3 separate regions of the Mus musculus genome follow, and all the other regions are linked to region 3. A link is a contact called in public HiChIP or PLAC-seq and promoter capture Hi-C data. All regions are on one chromosome and are shown on one strand. The core of a region is the stretch at or near the end of the contact, and the rest is flanking DNA. Distances in the headings are between cores, read along the strand shown.

Evidence for each region. Promoter capture Hi-C pulls out the DNA fragments that hold promoters and counts their contacts. HiChIP or PLAC-seq counts read pairs in DNA pulled down with a chosen protein or histone mark.
Region 1: a contact with region 3 is called in a promoter capture Hi-C map of liver, with 2.6 times the contacts expected there. The contact joins the promoter of Pafah2 here to the promoter of Zdhhc18 in region 3. A contact is called at or near these places in 1 of 39 promoter capture datasets (liver), 1 of 115 datasets of contacts at active chromatin or transcription factors (pancreatic cancer cells) and 1 of 9 other capture datasets (pancreatic islet).
Region 2: a contact with region 3 is called in an H3K27ac HiChIP or PLAC-seq map of microglia, with 5 times the contacts expected there. The contact joins the promoter of Ahdc1 here to the promoter of Zdhhc18 in region 3.

The regions. Positions count from the first base shown.
Region 1 is chr4:134,400,824-134,404,415 of GRCm38.p6, reverse strand. It overlaps Pafah2 (platelet-activating factor acetylhydrolase 2), which reads right to left and starts at 1,504. Exons shown (of 10, transcript NM_001285874.1): 1 at 1,312-1,504; 2 at 173-323. The coding sequence starts at 1,401.
Region 2 is chr4:133,010,093-133,013,921 of GRCm38.p6, reverse strand. Ahdc1 (AT hook, DNA binding motif, containing 1) reads right to left here and starts at 2,416. Exons shown (of 7, transcript NM_146155.3): 1 at 2,399-2,416; 2 at 1,635-1,732.
Region 3 is chr4:133,632,031-133,635,927 of GRCm38.p6, reverse strand. Zdhhc18 (zinc finger, DHHC domain containing 18) reads left to right here and starts at 2,499. Exons shown (of 8, transcript NM_001017968.2): 1 at 2,499-2,849. The coding sequence starts at 2,539.

The DNA.
Region 1 (3,592 bases), core at 255-2,754, 770 kb before region 3:
TACAAAGTCTGGATTTGAACCCATGACCCAGATTCTCACGCGTCCAAGTCTCTCCCATCTCTCCAAACCAAGGACTGGACTATGCAAGCTAAATAGTTCCTGTGTCTGCCTGGGTCTCTTCTGGGGATGTAACCAGGCACCCGGGAAGCAGCCAGGGCCGGGCCAGCCTTACCGATACCCACGTTGAACAGCAACCCCACCCAGCGCTTGTTATACTGCAGGTAATCGGCCAGACCCATGCTGTACTCGTAGCGGGGAATCCACAGGGGCTGCTCGCACTTCTCTGATGCTTGGCAAGGGTAGAAGAGTCGGAAGAGGCTCCCCTGGGGAAAAGAAGGGAGCAGCTGCTGGGACCACAAAGCTTAGGCATTTGGGGTCAGCAGGAGTCTGGGGCACCAACAGAGAAACAGAGGCTTCCTCCGATCCAGAAACAATTTTGTGGCTAGCACATCAGAGGGCTTATGTCCTGACTGTCAAGTGCATTTCCAATTACATCCTGGAACAGCGCCATACTGTGGACCTAGGCTCCGTGCGAACGAGGGAGGTGGGGGGGCTAGGTCTTTGCTCTTAGGATGAACTCAGTGGCAGCAGAAGGCTTGGTCAGGAGAGGGAGCAGGAGAGGGGTTACCAGGAAGTGGGTGTCTCTCACAGAACAGAGGTGAGCCCAACCACCGGGGACAAAAACCTAAGGAACTTGTTGGGTCATGGTGGCACGTGCCTGAAGTCCTGGAGGTGGGAGGATCAGGGGCTTATGGTCATTCTTGGCTACATTTCCGGTTGGAGGGCAGCCTGAGCTACATGAGAAACCTCAAAAATGTTAAAAAGGAAGAGGAGGAAGAAGAGGAAGAGGAGGAGGAGGAAGAGGAAACAAAGAAAAAGAAAAGCTTAGGAATTGGCAGGAGGTTCAGAAACCAGAGAGAAGTGAATGGGAGGCTAGAGGTGAAGACCTCATCTTCCCACCCAAGCTGTAGAGTCAGGACAGTGGCCTGTGGCCCACTATGCTTCATCCTGTCCCCCTACATCAGGATGGCATCGAAAAACCTCTCTAGGGTCAGATGCCTGGACTCACGACAGGAGAAAGGGTCTGTGAGGTGCCTCTGGCTCCTCCTTGCTGCAGAAAGAACTCGGCCATCTGCGGAGGTTCTAAGAGTTTAAATGAGGAATTTAAAAGCCAGCAGGAAAACAGGCCAAAAGGCTGATGTCCAAACTCTGCCCAGCTGTAACTTAGCAGCCCAGAACTTACACACTTGGACCTGTGCTGGTGAAGTCCCCGCAGTGGAACAGAGCAGGGGCGGAGCTTGGGACACTTACCTCAAGACTGTGACCCTCCATCACATCCGTGCAGCCAATGTGGTGGGGTCCCGAGATGGGTGGGAAGCACACAGACTGGCCGGCCCCCATCTCATCACCAGCTGGACCAAAGCCGGGTGCTCGGGAATTTGCTGGCTGGAAGACAGAACACAGAACAGCCTCTTGCTGGTCTCTCCCTCACTTGCTGTTTCTCTAGGTCATGTGCCAACCCTGTCCACTTCCTGACATCCTTATCACCCCAGCCGACCTTCCTGCCAGCTACTCACTAAATCATATTCGTTATTTACACTTGCGACTTTGCCAACGTTTTCAGGCTCGTCTTTCGGTTGTCTTTCTGCAGTGGCGGGGTGGAAGCCGGGGCCTTACACTTGTTAGGTAGCGACCCATTCCATCCCCAGCCCTATGGACTGTGGTCTTCATTTCCCTCTGGTGGGGTGAGGAGATAGTGGTGATGAGCTAGTCCTCAGATCCCTCAAAACCTACAAACCATAAGGGTGTGGCTCAGTTCTAGCATACAAGAAGCCCTGGGTTCAATTCCCAGAACTATAGAAAACAGCTACGGCGATGAACACCTGTAACCCCAGCACTGAGGAGGGTGGTGTCCGGAGGGTTAGGAGTTCAAGGCAAGCCTGGGATGCATGACTCTGTCTCAGGATTATTGCGTAATGACCCCGCACCTACCGTGTATCTATCTGACAGTAACTGCTGTAGTGATTACAGCCCAGACTTTGCCTTCCCTGGCTAATAACGCCCCACTGAGGTCCAGCTCTTCCTCAGCTAGCACTGTACTAAGTCTCTGATAAACACTGCTTCATCTAACCCTCTCAACAGCTTTCCGAGAAGGGAGGTAGCTGGACCAATTTTGCAGACTCAAGAGCAAGGCAGAGAGGTCTAACTCAGCCCACGAACCGGCTTAAAGCAAGCAACATTTCAATTCCTATTCCTTACAGCCTAAACCACCTGCATGGGCGGGGCCCTGCCCCCCACCCCCACCCCCGCGGTTTGTTTGGACATTCTGAGTCCTCCTCTGGGAGGATCAGTGTGCAAGCCAGAGCAAGCCTGGGCAAAGAGAGACTTTGGAGATGGTTGCTGCCAACGCTCCCTGCAATCACCCCTGTCCCTGCCTCGGCACATACACGTGTGTAACTGAAGAACTCATAGTCCTGAACTGTTTAAGGCCACAGCTGTTACTACACACACACACATACACACACACACACACACACACACACACACACACACACACACACACACACACACACACACACCTTCCTGCCTGCCAATCATCTGGTCCAGAGGAAAAACCCCAAGAAGCCAGCCAGAGTCACTCTACTTAACGTTGGGAGGCAATAATTTTCTCTCTACTATTCCTTTTCCTCTTTTGTTCTTCCAGCGCAAATTTTAAGACACCCACTAATACAAAAAGGAGGAAGGGAAGAGGAGCTAAATTCTGTTGCAGGCTGTGGACCGCACAGCCAGTGGGAAGGGGGAGGAGCCTCTGCCAGACTCCACCCACTCCACCCCACCCCACCCCGGCCCGACCCTCCTCCCCCGAGGCTGAGCACACACACTGGAGAACCAAGACTGCCGCTGCAAGACACATGTGGGTCACATGATGGTGAAGCAGCTGCAGCTCCTGTCATAAAAGAGAGATAAAATGCCACTGGAGTTCTGAGGAGAGTGAGTGTGTCCCCTGAGCGTGGGAGCAGAGAGCAGGGAAAGACAGGATTGAAAGTTAGGAAAGGGCGTGTGAGACATGGGGGCAGTTAGTGCTGGCTGCAGAGGGAGAAAGGAGCGCGTGCACGCGCGCAAGCTCCCACGCGTTCCCGTGGGTGGGTAAGCGTAACCATGTGCACGCGGAGGCCAACCTCTCCTGTTGGTTCTCACGTGCTTCCCATCCTTTTGTTTGTGACAGGGTCTCCCTTTAGCCTGGAGCTTGACCTCGTAGGCTTCCAGGGACCTACCTGTCGGACTCTTGTTGCCCATCATTGAGATTATAGCATGCCATCAAGCCAGGGTTGGTTTTTTTTTGTTGTTTTTAAATTAATTACGTTTGTTTATTTAATGCGTGGAAATGCGTGTATGACAGTGTGTTTGTGGGTGTCAGAGGATAACGAGAGGGAGCTCTTCTCTCTTATCTTGAGGGGCCAGGAGATCAAACTCAGTCATGTTTAGCAAGCAGCAAGTATCTCTATCTTCTGAGCCATCTCACTGGCTTGCTTTGGGGGGGGGGGCACAGTGTCTTTTTAAGCAACCCAGGCTATGCTGGAACTTGCAGTGT
Region 2 (3,829 bases), core at 1,167-3,666, 620 kb after region 3:
CACACTGAACGGGGACAAGTCAACAATAGAAACACCCCGAATGCTCCTGGCAGGACTCTGCCCAGGCCTGGGCTCATGCCCCTGCCCTGCCAGCGGCAACAGCGAGAGCGGACAGAATGTGGCCACCCTGACCCGGAGGCAAAGCTTGTCCTCACACCCTGAGCTCAGCCCAGGGAGCTGGGGCCAAGTCCCGCCTGACACCAACTGGTCCAGCGGGAAACGCCTGCCCAGCCAGACAGGCACAGGCCCCCCAAGGGTCCCTCCTTGTGCTCAGGGACCAGGCTGGTGCAGCCCAGCCCTGCCTCCCAGGGTGACGCCTGGGCCCAAATTCAGCTGGCCCTGCCAGTCAAGCACTGGTGCAGAACCGAGGGCACCAGGCTCAGCCCCTCCCAGCCCAGCCCCAGGGCCCCCAAGCTGGGAGGGAGGGGAGACTCCCCACCCCTCCACATCTGGCCCTGGCCCCTAGGGTCTGCGGTAGAGAATTCCCGCCCCCGCTTCTCTCCCTCCTCCTGCTCTGTGCGATCTGTGCCCGCTGCCCGCCTCAGGGACAGCCCCAGCTCCCGCCTCCGGCCAGCAAGGCCCACATCCTTCCTCCCTCAGCTGGCCCCTTTGCCTGGCAGGAGGCTGGGGGGGTCAGGCTGCTGGGGAACCCTCCCCCCCCCAGCTCCCATCAGTCCTCGTCCCCAGCCCCCAAACTCTGGGTTGCTGTCCCTTTTCCTGTAGAACAGGAAACAAGGTTATCTCCTAGTCTCAGAGCCAGCCCCCTGCCCCTTTGGCTCTGCCCAGGGACCCAGACCCAGCCAGGGAAGGCGCCCTCAGCCAGAAAGCAGAGATTCAGCAGCTCACCCCAGCTCCCGACCTAGGGGGCTGACAGCTGTCACTCAGCACCCCACCCCCTGGGGAAGAGGGGGCCGATTCAATCAGAGCCCTAGAGGAAACGTATTGATACACGATTATTTATTTATTTATGCAAAAGTGAGCCGACTTTGTTCGCCAGGTAACCGGGCACGCGGCCCAACCCCTCTGGCCAGGCCGCCCCCAAATCCCTCCTCCGCCCCACACCCCCTCCGGGTCATTAGGTCCCCGCCCCTCAACTCCCAGAGCGCCAACGGAACCTTGGGATTTGGGGGCTGGAGGGGAGGGGCTCCTCCCTCCGCAGTCTCCCCTTTTCCCAGCGCCTATCCTAAAATCCAGCCTTGTTCTCCGCTCCCACGGTCCCCCTACATCCCCCCCCCCACATTCTCAGCAAGCTGGAGAGCAAATTGCAGTTTTAAATCCAAAGGCGGAGGGAGGGGGAGGAGGAGGGGGTGCGCGGCAGCTCTGGGCGCGCACCTCGCCCCCGAGCCGGGGGAGCCGCGGGGCGGCCAGGAAACCCGAGAACCCCCCCTCCCCGCCCCCCCTCCCCGTCCACCTCCCCCTCCCCCTTCCCGGCGCTGCCTGCCAGGCTTCGAGCCGAGCCCAGCCGAGCCGCGGGCCCCGGTGGAAACAAAGACCGATCGCACCGCGGGCACCGCAGCCACGGGGTCCGGCGGACCGGACTGGGGGCGCTGGGCCCCCCCACAGTGCGCTGCACAAAAGAGCCTGGCCGGCCGGTCCCCAACCGCGTCTATTGCTGGGCAGGAGGCGCTACTTACCGGAGTGCTGGGCTGCCGGCTCCGTGGGTCCGAGCCAGGCGAGGGGTTTCGGGGGGCGTCTATCTTCCGCCGGCGGCAGCGACACGGGCGCCCGGCTGCTGGGAAGAGGAGTCGTAGAGGAGCCCTGAGCCGCCTGCCGTCGCTGACAGCATGGCTCGCGCCTCGGCTCACATTCTCCGCCGCTAACTCCGCTGGACACGGCCCCCCGCTCCCGCGGCGTCCCCCCCACCACGATTACTCCTTCGCTATCTGCGCCCCACTCGCTTCCCCAGCCGCTCACACACTCTCACAGCCCTGGACACCCCCGCCCCAACCCCCCAATTGCAAACCTGGGAGGGAAGACGCCCCGCGTAGTCCTCCTGCTCCTCCTCCGCCGCCCTCCTCCCTCCCGCTCTGTCTGTCTGTCTGTTTGTCTGCCTGTCTCTATTTCTCTCTCTCTCTCTGCCTTTCTCTGCTCTCCGAGCTGGGTGGGAAAAGGAAATGAGGACAGAAAGCAGACGCTGGCTTTGGGTGGTGGTAGCTGGATTCCCTCTCTCCCTCCCTCCTCCCTCCTCCCCTCCCTCCTCCTGCCTTCTGCTCTCTCCGCTGCGAGCGGGGCTGAGCGCAGCCTGGCGGGTGGCTCGCTCGGCCCGCCCGCCCGCCTGTCTGTCTGTCTGGTCTGCCTCGCTCGCTCCCTCCCTCCGTCTCTCGCCCTCGCCCTGCCTGCCTGCCTGCCTCTCTCCGTCTCCGCCGCCGCCGCCGTTGCCTCTGCGAGCTCGCCTTACCTTCGCTGCTCACCATCCGGAACCCCAGGGGGGAGCGCGCGCAGAGCACGCCGGGACTTGTAGTCCCTGTTCGGCCGCTCCGCGCGCTGTGCGGGCGGGGCCACTCCGGCTGCTCCGACGGCGCGGCCCGGAGCGGACCCTATGCCGGAGTATCCCTGGCCCGGATGAATCCCGTTTTATCTAGGACTGCTGATCCTCCTCAAGGGTTAGGAACATTCCGGGCGTTCCGAGGCCCCTACTCGGGGCTCTGGCTGCGCCAAGGTTGCGGGTGGTAGCGCAGGGGCGGGGTCTGAGAATAAAATGAGTGGAATCGGGCATCAGAGGATGAGCCAAAAGGGCTGCGACTTTCTGGGGTGTCCCAAACACGTTGAGAGGGCCCATGGAGAGACGAGAGGACCTACACTTTCAATTTGGGGACGTTTTTCCTATCAGAAGAGGCGTTTGGCAAGAAAGCCGCTCTGGAAACGCTACAGTCTCCTCCGCATTTCGTGGCCCTTCGCCTCAAACTCAGCCCTGGATTTAGTTCTTCCAGCGCCTACTTTTTATTGTCGTCCACGGGCGGCGAGGGCGCAAAAAATTCTGGACAAAGTGTAGATACCATGCCTTCTGAATTTGAACAATTGTTTGTGAGCGGAATTCAACAGTTCTCCAGCGCCTGCTGCGGCGTGGGGGTTGGGCGCAGCACTTTCACCTACCTCCTCTTCAGGTCACATCTGTTCTCCAGCCCCTGGCTCTGGGCCCCCTGCCTTGCCTATCCCACAGATGGGAATGTGCGCCTCTGAGGAAGGCTTTGTTACCCCCAGGGAGGTGGCTGGACAGCTCTGAAAGGAGAATTGCCGCGGCTGCCATTTACTGAGCACCCGGGCAGCACGGGGTCCTTGGAGCCTTGCAGAAAAAACCCTACGAGACCTTATTTCTATTTTAGATATAAGAGTTCCGGAGCCCAGGTGTCCCGATTAGAAAGTGGTAGATTCAGCATCTGGATAATTTCAAAGCTTCCTTCCTTCCTTAACCCTTGGGCGGTAACAGAGTGGTGATTCCCTCTACTCCACCCCCCCCCCCCCGCGTCCCCGCCATCCTTTACTGTTGATCTTTCTTCCCTGTGTCTATGTGTCCTCCCTTGGCACTAAGGTAGATAAGGTTTGCAGAAGAAACAGATGAGTGATGCAGTGATCACTGCCCTGCTACTTGTCTATTGACTGCTTCTGAGCTGATCCCAACTCATGACTGTGTCTGACATTCCTTTGGCCAATGTCTGCCAACTTAGTCCATCTTGCCCCATGTCCTAAGCTTCTCTAGCAATGCCTTTACTCCCTGATCCACCTGCTTCTGATGCCTTCTTTGCTCTTGCAGGGTAATTGCTAGTCAACACATGTTTAGATGGTGACATTATGCTAACAACACATCCACACCACCTTCACCATCCCTCCA
Region 3 (3,897 bases), core at 1,250-3,749:
CTCTCCTAGTGTGTCTGAAGACAGCTACAGTGTACTTACATATAACAATAAATAGTAAATAAATCTTTTTTTTAAAAAAGCATAAACAGTAAGTTTAGCTGGGTGGGGTCTTGTTCCCGCATCACCACTTCCTTGATCTGTTTATCTCCTTGAACTCAGGATTCAGCCTGACTTCACTTCCTCGAACCATAGGTTTTGTATTTTTCCTTTTTAAGCTTGCTCCTTTTCATCAAAACACTTATCATAAAGAGTGAACATGGGCTGGTGAGATGGCTCAGTGGGTAAGAGCACTGACTGTTCTTCTGAAGGTCCTCAGTTCAAATCCCAGCAACCACAGGGTGGCTCCCAACCATCCATAATGAGATCTGACGCCCTCTTCTGGTGTGTCTGAGGACAGTTACAGTATACTTATTTATAATAAATAAATAAATCTTTAAAAAAAAGACCTCTCTGCCACCATATTTATTTAAAAAAAAAAAGTGAACGTGGGGGCTGGAGAGATGGCTCAGAGGTTAAGAGCACTGACTGCTCTTCCAAAGGTCCTGAGTTCAAATCCCAGCAACCACATGGTGGCTCACAAACATCTGTAATGGGATCTGATGCCCTCTTCTGGTGTGTCTGAAGACAGCTACAGTGTCCTCATGAGTGAACTTAGTAACCACACAACAGAATTTATATCAGGCTGTTTTGAGATTTCCTTTGCTAATGCAATTAATCTAAATGTCTTCTTCACTTTAGCCTCAGGCGGATTCTTCAGACAAGGGAAAAAAGCAGCCACATTCTTCACCAAAATACCACAAAAACAGTCTCTAGGCCACGCATTAGCAGTCTTCTCCTCTGAAACCTCCTGAGCCAGGCTTCCAGAGTTCAAATACCATCAGCAACAAAGTCTCCCGTATCCCTACGAGGGTGGCCCATTAAACCCCACAGAAAGCACTCCACTGCTTTCCAAAGTCCTAAGATCCACATGTCTCCAAACAAAAGCATGGTCAGGCCTATCACAGCAATACCCCACTTCTAGTACCAACTTCTGTCTTAGGGTTTCCATTACTGTGAAGAAACACCATGACCAAGGTAATTCTTATAGAGGAAAACATTTAATTGTGCTCTCATTACCTGGGCCAAGCATATTCAAACCATCACAGTGGTTAAGAGTACTTGCCGAACAATCATGGGTGCCCCAGTTCAGACCCCAGCATCTACCTAACCATTTAGGTATCTTACAGTGAACTTCGGCTCTGAAGGATCTGAGACCTTCTTCAGGCCTCCATGCATACGTAGGCCTGCCCTCTCGGTCTCCCCACGTGCACGTTCAGTCACACAAACACAAATGATCTGTCTTAGGGCAGGTGGAGCAGCTCAGTGCTAGAGACAGGGGTTGCCCAGCTGGTGAGGTCCTGGGTGGGATACTCAAGTATCCCAAAAGCAAAACAATCCCTGTTCTTTTGTTTTGTTTTTCGAGACAGGGTTTCTCTGTGTAGCCCTGGCTGTTCTGGAACTCACTCTGTAGACCTGGCTGGCCTCGAACTTAGAAATTCGCCTGCCTCTGCCTCCCAAGTGCTGGGAGTAAAGGCGTGGGCCACCATAGCCAGCTAGCAATCCCTGTTTTCACAAATGGATGCTAAACTCTCCTTGTCAGGTTCAGGAAGTGCACAAGTCCTTCAGAGAAACCTCGCTGGTGAGCCACTGCAATGAGCTCTAGTAACTTTGGGTGGAGTTTCAGCAAAACTCCCAGGCCTCCAGTCACATCACGAGAAATAAGTTCCACCATCAACTTGAATGGTTTGCAAGGAGGCTGGACCCCATTTGCTCCAGATAAGACTGCCTGATTTAGCCCTATGAGCTTTGGGGGTGATGCATGTAAAAGAATTTGCTAAAATATTTCTGGACTTCCGACCTGAGTCCTAGAAAATATAGTGTGCGCGTGTGTGTGTGTGTTTTCAGCTGAAACAGGGACTCACTTGTAGCCCAGCTCGTTGCAAATTCACCTTGGACCTTGGCCTGAAGGTCCTTGAACCCTACTTGTCTCAGTCACCAGGAGTTAGCCCACCCCAGTTCCTGGTTGGTTAGGTCTGTTGTGAAAACACCCACCTGAAAAAAGTTTGGGGCCCTTAGGCATGATCTCCATTTGGGGATTATCTAGAACCCAGGGTTGAACCTAGGACAGCAGGGAGGGAAAGACTAAAGGATATTTCACTCACACCCCTTTAGACACTCGGAACTTTCAAAGCACCCTTACCAGCTTGCCCTCAGAGGTGGGCGAGCCTGGAGTGCCTGAGCTGTCCCCTGAATCTCTGACTCCTAAGGCAGGGTCTGAGAGCACCGGCAGCTGAGGGAGCCCTGGAGGCCGCATCTGCAGAGCCCGGGCTGGGCGCAGGAGGCGCTGCGGAGCGAGCCGGGGGCGGGGCGGCAGCGGAGAGGCCAACCCGAGCGAGCCTGCCTGCCCGCCCGCCAGCGCCGCGCGCGCCGCCGCCACCTCCGCTGCTCGGCCCGGTCCCGGAGCGGCCGGGCGCGGAGCCGAGGCCCGCGGCCGGCCGCATGAAGGACTGCGAGTACCAGCAGATAAGCCCCGGGGCCGCCCCGCCGCCCGCCTCCCCCGGGGCGCGTCGCCCCGGCCCCGCCGCGCCCCCTGCTCCAAGCCCCGGGCCCGCGCCTGGCGCGCCGCGCTGGAGCGGCAGCGGCAGCGGCAGCGGGAGCCTGGGCCGCCGGCCCCGGCGTAAGTGGGAGGTGTTCCCGGGCCGCAACCGCTTCTACTGCGGAGGCCGGCTCATGCTGGCCGGCCACGGCGGCGTCTTCGCGCTCACGCTGCTGCTCATCCTCAGCACCACCATCCTCTTCTTCGTCTTCGAGTGAGTTCGCCCACCCCCACCCCGGCACTGCGTCCCCGGCCGCCGCTCCTTCCCCGCCCGCATCCGTGAGCCCTCGGGCCTCCGCCCGCCGCCCCGGAACCCCGGAACCCCTTCTCGCCACCCGGACCTTGGGTGCCCCGCCCGGGTCACCAGCTTTTGCCGGGTCCCTCAGGTCCACCTGCGGTCACTCACTGGCTGGTTCTTGCCTATCCCAGGCTCTTTCTGACCCTTCTAGGCGTCTTTCATTCCTGTCCTCAGACAAGTAAGTTTTTGTGTCCTTTGGCTGTGGACACCCTACCATGAATTTTTCTAGGCGTCCTCTCAAGTCCCTCCAAGGTTCTACAGGGTCCTGGCTCCCACACCCGCTTTCCCTCAGTCATGGTCACCCTAGGCCCGGAGGCAGTCCTCCCTAAAGCATCTCTGGGCCTCTCAGACAGGCCCTTCTCTCTCCAGCACTTTCCTTAGTTTCTCCAAAGCTTCTTCCCGACGCTCTCTTAGCTCCCTAGTCCTCTAGGTGTCTCCCACCCTGCCCTGTCTCTTTCCCCTCCGGACACTCTGCATCCCTCGGTGGCGGTCCACCACCGGGACAGCGGGCGGCATCAAGATCCTTTTCAGGAAAGAGACCTGAGTGCTTTCACACGGCCTGTCTTATTTGCCCCTATGGGCTTCTGACCTTTTCCCAGTGACCTAGGGTTGGCCTACACTGTAGCTCCGTTTTAGGACTGAAGGATGGAGGAGTGGCTGCTTATAGTTTTCTCGGGCCACTCATGCATCCAAAGTTTCCACCCACCCTCAGCCTCTAGCTGGAGTCACTTGCCCTGTGACTCCTTGAGGGCACATACACCCCCACTTGAACGCACCCGGGGTGAGTCCCACCTTTCCCTCCTACTTCTTCCTATTGGTTTCTTTTATTATTCATTATGGTTAAGAACTCCATCTCTGGCTCCAGTCCCAGCTCCACCTCCCACTAATTGTGTGGCCTGCAGGCAGTCATTTTACGTTTCCAAACCTCAGTGCCCTCACCTGTAGAATGGGGACTTTAATAGTA